Regions from separate parts of the Zea mays genome. Here region 1 is linked to region 2. The links are chromatin contacts, called in public Hi-C maps. All regions are on one chromosome and are shown on one strand. Each heading gives the region's core, a stretch centred on a gene start, on an enhancer-like site or on the middle of the called end of the contact. The rest is flanking DNA. Distances are from core to core; before and after follow the strand shown.

The links. A called contact is a pair of places that touch in the nucleus more often than the background predicts.
Region 1: a Hi-C map of leaf shows a contact between it and region 2, with 2.0 times the contacts expected there. The contact joins the promoter of LOC100279626 here to the enhancer-like site in region 2. A contact is called at or near these places in 3 of 25 Hi-C or Micro-C datasets (endosperm and leaf).

Annotation. Positions count from the first base shown.
Region 1 is chr1:247,595,601-247,599,083 of Zm-B73-REFERENCE-NAM-5.0, reverse strand. LOC100279626 reads right to left here and starts at 2,116. Exons shown (of 12, transcript NM_001152622.1): 1 at 1,613-2,116. The coding sequence starts at 1,770.
Region 2 is chr1:247,488,119-247,491,534 of Zm-B73-REFERENCE-NAM-5.0, reverse strand. It overlaps LOC103643579 (centromere protein O), which reads right to left. Exons shown (of 13, transcript XM_008666747.4): 11 at 2,452-2,549; 12 at 2,036-2,226; 13 at 1,484-1,957. The coding sequence ends at 1,887. Among protein-coding and RNA genes, the nearest start is that of LOC109943517, 33 kb to the right of the region's middle. Within about 2 kb of position 1,729, at least 2 of the 20 cell types and tissues checked have an H3K27ac peak or open chromatin away from gene starts, as enhancers often do. A contact at or near this core is called in leaf, where this site is marked.

The DNA of each region.
Region 1 (3,483 bases), core at 867-3,366, 110 kb before region 2:
AAGATCTATGTACGGGGAAAAACATCTCGAAATGGCAGTAATAAGTGGTTATTTAGTATTTATTGCACAGTTAATTTATACATGTAATATGATTGCACTTTTAGATGAATATCGGTATCATAAAGGTATGTTTGCTCACTGAGTACTTAAGGACACAAGAAGGCACTTCATCCATTCATTGTTATAAGGCATGTTTTATTCAGGAAAGTGTATGTAAGCATGGTTTGCCTTTATCAATTATTACAAAATTGGTATCATATTAAAAGTACTGTGCAAACACACTGATATGAATCGGTACAAAAAACTTGAAAATGATTTGGTTACTTGAATATTTGTTGTAAAAAAATTGTAGTTTTCTATTATTAATATATTTCTCAATTTGCCTAAGACAAAAGGTTCTATGTTCATGAGGTTGGACAGATTTCTTTGAAATGGGTGGAGTACAAAAAGAATCATTTATGCATGAGATTTTCCCAAGTATAGTGGAACCAAAATCCCAGAATGTATATTAATCAAATAAGTGAGATTGCGGGTTAAAATAATTAAAATGTTTGCTGCAGAACCAAGCTCCACGTTAGAAACAGGTTAAGATTATAGTTCAGACTCAGCACTGCCACATTGAGGTTCAACTAGTCAAGTTAACGGAGTGTTTGCTTCAAGAAACAACCTACCCTATAGAATCATAGGGGCCTTAAGCTTGTGCTTGAGTAGCGAAAATGTATAACTCAATTCACACCAACTCTTCTGGCAAAGGGAACAAATTGCTTCCACTATTGGGTCCTTTTTTCTGGATGACATCAAACCAGTTAGACAGTATTTAGAGATGTGCCGGTTTTAGAAGGAAAACGTTTTACAAGGTGAATAGTGCAAAACAGAATTCCCATGACGACTCATGTAGATGTCTATGGTCCTAACTTCTAACCACACATTTTCAGCTTCCGACATTCAAATAGACCTTAAATCAGATGACTTGTGGAATTGTTCATGACGCATATTAGCTCTAGTTGTCTCCATTCCCAGCTACCCATCTGAAACATCTGGTGAATTATGGTGTCATTTGAAAACAGGTATCAGAAGGGCAAATCTGGTGCAGTGAGTTGTCTCATTGAAGGAGCCTTTCCACATTTTTGGGGGTGGGTGGGTGGGGGGGGGAGAGACTTGCCTCGTTTTATCCCTTCCCCACAACCCTCATGTGGGAGCCTAAGCCATTGGAATTGGATCTGACCTTGAAAACAGGTATCAGTCAGTTCTGTGCCCAATTATGTTCCAACCTCAAAATCTGCCTACATAACCTATTTAAACCGCAAGCAGCAGAATATTTTAGACTTGCGTCCTTTACCAAAACACTAAAAGAGCTTGTGTATGGTCAAGAGCTGTGATCACACATTCATAATTATAACATGAACAAATTGGTTGAATAAATGATTAAATGTACATTCTCATCGTGAGTTTAGCAACTGCTCGAACATCTAAGTATCTGCTAAGAAACCCTAAAATTGGTCATAATTCACTAGCACAAGCAAGCAAACAATAACTGAGCAATCCGAAATGACGAAATGCAATGTCTTACGAACCGAAGATTGAAAAAATACAACCAAAAGTAGCTACTTACCATCTGTACCGCATGAACTGGCCATCAGCGGGCGCGGTTTCGGGGACATCGTTGGTGGAGACTGCACCGTCGGGCCGCCGCAGTAGCACGTACGGCGTGATCTCGCAGCCCACGATCGGGATCTCCGACGGCAGGTGTACCCGAACCACGCTCAGCATCCTCCCTCCTTCCTCCCCTGTTCTCTTCTCCCGAGCCCCAGACCCGCCTCTGCCTCCTCGACCTGTCTCTCCCTGCAGACACAAGCCCTAGATCCCCCACCGCTAGGCGGATCCGCCATCACCTGCTGCCGCCGCGAGCCGCCAGCGTTGCCTCCCCCGATCCAAACACCCGCGCTCGCGCCTTCTCCTACACGAAACCCCAGCAGACAGCACCAGTATCAGGATCCCGCCGCGCCGGCCGGGCGGAAATGGGAGATCCGGGCACGGAGCGAGGCCTCGCCTGTGGATGGTTCCTTGGAGGTTCTCGAGACGCCGGGGGCTGCAAATGATTGTTAGGGTTTGGGTTTTGCTCTCTGTCTCTCTCTTCGTCGGCGTCGCACTCTGTTTTCTCTATCCTCTGTCCGTGTGCTCGCCTCGCGCTTGGACTATTTTGGAGTTTAAAGTTGAAAAAGTTTTTTGGTTGGTGCCCCTTGCAATTTTCGGTTTTCTTGTGTGGCGCTGTAAAGTGGAAATTTACAAAACAACGCTAGTTTTAAACGGTGAAATAGCATTCGTTTTTAAACAATACGTACAGCACCCGTTTTACCAAATTAATTCAGTAAACAATAATTTATCTATATATTTTATATTTTTTATTGAATAAACCACATATAAATGAACTAAATTACCCCTAATCATTATATAGCTCTCTTTTTTATCTCTTCCGTCCATAACATAAACATAAATATATAAAATATACTAGCTCCATTTTTTAGGGTTAAACATACAAATAGAAAAAAAATTATGAAGAAAAAAATCTAAATTTAACTATTAAACTTCAAACCCAAGTATCTTTGCTAAGGAACTATTAAAAATAGACATATTTGGTTTATCGAAAGATTTTCGATTGTACTTCCTTCATTTTTTTCATTTGACGTGGTTCCTTTTAAAAAAACTTCAATCACTTGTCTTATTAAAAATTTGTATGTTCTTTAAAAACACTCCTTCCATCCAAAAATATAGTTCTAAAGTTTAATGATTAAATCTAGACTTTTTCCTTTATAGAACATCTGTATTTATATGTATGTTTAACATTATGCTTAACAATATAAAATAAGCTCATATATTTGCATGCATACATGTTGTTCTTGTGAACATAATAGATAAAAATAAGGCTATAAAATGGTAGGGCGTTGTTGTTCGCTTGTTCTCAAATACTGTGAATCAAGAACAAGGCAACACAGTTGTCGGCGTTTCGACCCCGGGGGTCCCTGGACCGACGAGTAAACTGTCGCCGCGTGCCCCAGCCCAGATGGGTCGGCGCGAGACGGAGCACGAAGGGGGGAAGTTAGAGGGAGATAGGTGTAAAAAGGGGAAACTCGCGGCCTTCGTGTTGTCCCGCACCCAGGTCGGGTGCGCTTGCAGTAGGGGGTTACAAGCGTCCGCGTGGAGGGAGCGAGAGGCGTGCACGCGCCGTCCTGTCCTCTTCTGCGCGGCCAACCCTCTCATAAGAGAGCCCTGGACCTTCCTTTTATAGGCGTAAGGAGAGGGTCCAGGTGTACAATGGGGAGTGTAGCAATGTGCTAACGTGTCTAGCAGAGAGGAGCTAGCGCCCTAAGTACATGCCGTCGTGGCAGCCAGAGAGGTTTTGGCACCCTGTTCATGTGATGTCGTGGCCATCGGAGGAGCGTTGGAGCCTTGCGGAAGGACAGCTGTCGGGGCTGTCGAGTCCTT
Region 2 (3,416 bases), core at 480-2,979:
ATGGAAAGACATTAGTTATAAAATGAAAACAAAGCATGCTTTTTAAGTTTACAACTACAACTTCTATTCCATATTAATATAATACACTACATGCAGGATAAAGCACACCGAGGTTAGCAAAGCCATGCCAGATTCTACATGTTCCAAGAATGACGACAGTTAGACCATCCTGAAATACATCAAGATTTGCACCATTCAGGATCCTTTGTACACAAACCTCGCACCCTCATTTTCCTTTTTCCCCATTACAACAGACAAAACTACATTGTGTCTGACAAAAAAATTCCATATTTAAGTATCATGATAATTTGTTTCCACAAATCAACAACCATAACCCAAAATAATGTATTACTAATAATTACAGCTGCTACTTCTAGCTTTGTCTAGAAACCTATATGCATATTTCGCGGACTTGCCTGGCCGAACCCATAGTCTGCATTGTGTATTCTAATCTCCTTATCAAAAATAGCTTAAGAAAAAAGAGAATAAGTGCAACACAAATACACAAAAAAATAAAAACAGTTCCATACTCATGTTTCATTTTAAAAATATACTTTACACTTTGACAAAAAAAAGAAGAATATAAAATAAATACATAAACAAAATACATGATTTCTATTTTAATGCTTTGGACCAAACTTACTTTTATTTTGGCTTTACAATTTGATCTATGGAATGCTAAATTTTTTTGCTTACCAAACTTACTCACTCCAACAACTTATTTCTTTAAAGTTATCCTGTCATTCATAATTTTTATTTGAATGCTTTGAACCTTTTCTTCAAACATTACATAATTTTATTTGAATGCTTTGAACCTTTTCTTCAAACATTACCAAGATGCAGTTGCCAGTGTTCTTAATAAACCTGCTTGTATACTACTCTTTCCTTAGCTATTGTCATAACAGTGTGTTAAAATGTTAGCCTCTTGATGTACCTTATTCGAGAAGCACTTCAAGTTTTCAATTAAGTTTTTGTAACTTGAGATCTTGGAGACAACATGGCTTGTTGTGTTAATAGACATAGTACCTGCTTGTCGTGATTAGAGGGAAAGATAAAATAAACATGTTATGTGTTATTGTTTCTCTCCTTTGAAAGAATATTATTTCTTTTATGATCGTGATATCGCATTGAGCTCTTTGATGTTGTCTATGCTAACATACTCCTCTCATTTGTATATAGGTAAAAAAAATTTGCAAACATATAAGAGGCTCCATCACTTTTGGTCACGAGACTTTTATGTACATATAAAACTGATGTTGATGCCTTCCTAAAGCTGTGTCTATACAAGAAAGGCTTCATCATTTTTGGTCAGTAGACTTTTGTATACATATGACTCTATTGTTAAAGTCTTCCTAAAACTATTTTGTCTATGCAAACTTTACGGACACTATTGCTGGACACTGAAGTATGCTACTTTAATGCAACTTGCTATGTATTGTAATCTAAGTTTGTATTACTACTGCTATTGGTACCAAAAATATTGTTGAAATTTTAGCATGTCTTCTTAGATACTTGATATTTGAAATAAAATAGGTTTGTCAACACGCGCGTGCAGGCGCGCGTAACGCGCTAGTATAATTCTAAAAGGAAACAAACATAGCCAGAGTGGAGAAAAAAAAGGAGCACACATCAAGGACAAGGACAGCAGTTGGCAAGATTATGCCTCGACCATAAGGCCTTCCTAGGATTTTGATTCTTTTAACAGGAACTGTAGCCGGAATATTTCGAGCGGCCCACGCAAATGTCTGCCTTGCTTTCACAGGAATTGCAGTCCACAACTGCAGGCTATACTACCACAAGATTCTGAACAATATCTTCAAAAACATGCCCCACGATTGAGATGTGAATCTTATGCACAACAAAACTGGACATCTTGAGGTCACGATTTAGTCACTGTCCCGAGAGGATAAAATCCTCTTCAAAGCATGGGGTAGCTCCAGCACAATGTCTGCGTATGCTGAAACACAGAACAGGGAGAAACAGATCAATTCAGCACAAAGCCATGTATGCTGTAAGCCAAGGTGACAGGAAGCACCTTCTGGTAGACACAAGGTTTTGAGTGCTTCCTCGGCATATGAAAGGTGAAAGGGTACTGGTTGCGCAGCTGATGCACTGCTGCTTCTTGTAGATATTTTCTTGGCCGAGCGAAGTGGCCAAGCCAAGACCCTTGCCTGACTCGGCAGGGTCTGCAGTAGATCCGAATATCGGATACTGATTGTAACCTTGCTGCTTATAAGTGGCAAACAGATCAATCTCTACAAAATGTGCAACAAGCTACTTATGCATATTAGCAGCTTAAAATCAGTATGCGATATTCAGCATGCACGCTGCAAGATAACAAAAATAGAAGGCTGCACTAGGTGTACATATTCTATGAGGGAGTGTACTAGCAACAAAACAGAACTTATTGATGCAATCCAAGCATTAGCAGTAATTAAATATTATCCTTACCACTCAAAATCCTCCAATACAAACTCTATCATATTATAAGGAAGACTATGGAACAGCTCGCCAATTTGGTTCCCGTAGAGCTCCTTGATAAGACGAACCTTGAACATGAAATAAAAACTATAATTAGCGATGTACCATCAAAGACTGTATGACCCATCTGTCTCCAGATTCCACATTTGACCCTTAGCTCCAATCTTTAAAGCTACAAGTGCCTCAACAATTGATTGGCCAATGATAGAAGGCACACTCATTAAAAAGAAAAATGTCATGACTCATATATCAATTCTTTTATAATACTCAGGGTTGCAATTTCAGATACTGGACCAGAACCTGAAGGAGAGAATGTGTATAATGTGTGGGATGTATTGCATTAAGCCTCTAGGGAGAATATATAGGAGTACATGACTTGGAGGGCAAGAAGCATATCCTAGAGATAAGCAAGGTTATCCTAGATATAAAGAAGGTTATCCCAGGATTACAATCAATCCTAAACCAACCATATCAAGAGTTGTCTAATATACTCTAACATCCCCCCGCAGTCGTAGTGTCAGCAACACGAACGGACAGACTCGAGAATAATGGAGATATCCCCCCACAGTCGGAATGCTGGTGCGAATGCTGCGACTGGAGTAGCCCATGCAGATGATAGCCCTTTGTGCCGAAAATGTCGAGGTAGTCGAGTGCAAGGGCGTCGAGCCGTTGTCGAGGTGTTGTGTGTCGGGTAGCTGTGGTCGATGTAGCCGTCGAGGACGCCGAAGAAGATAAGCCGCACAAGTCGCGGGCGCAGGCGTAGCACGTGGGAAGGCCTGCGGCGCGCCAGGAGGCGCCAGGGTGATGGTGGCGTAGGAGGGCACCATAGACGAAGACGACGACACAGTCGAGGCAGTCGTAGAGGAAGAAGTTGATGCCGAGGATGATGTTGTCAAACCGCTGTGGACGAGACGTGCTCCAGGTTTGCCACGCCT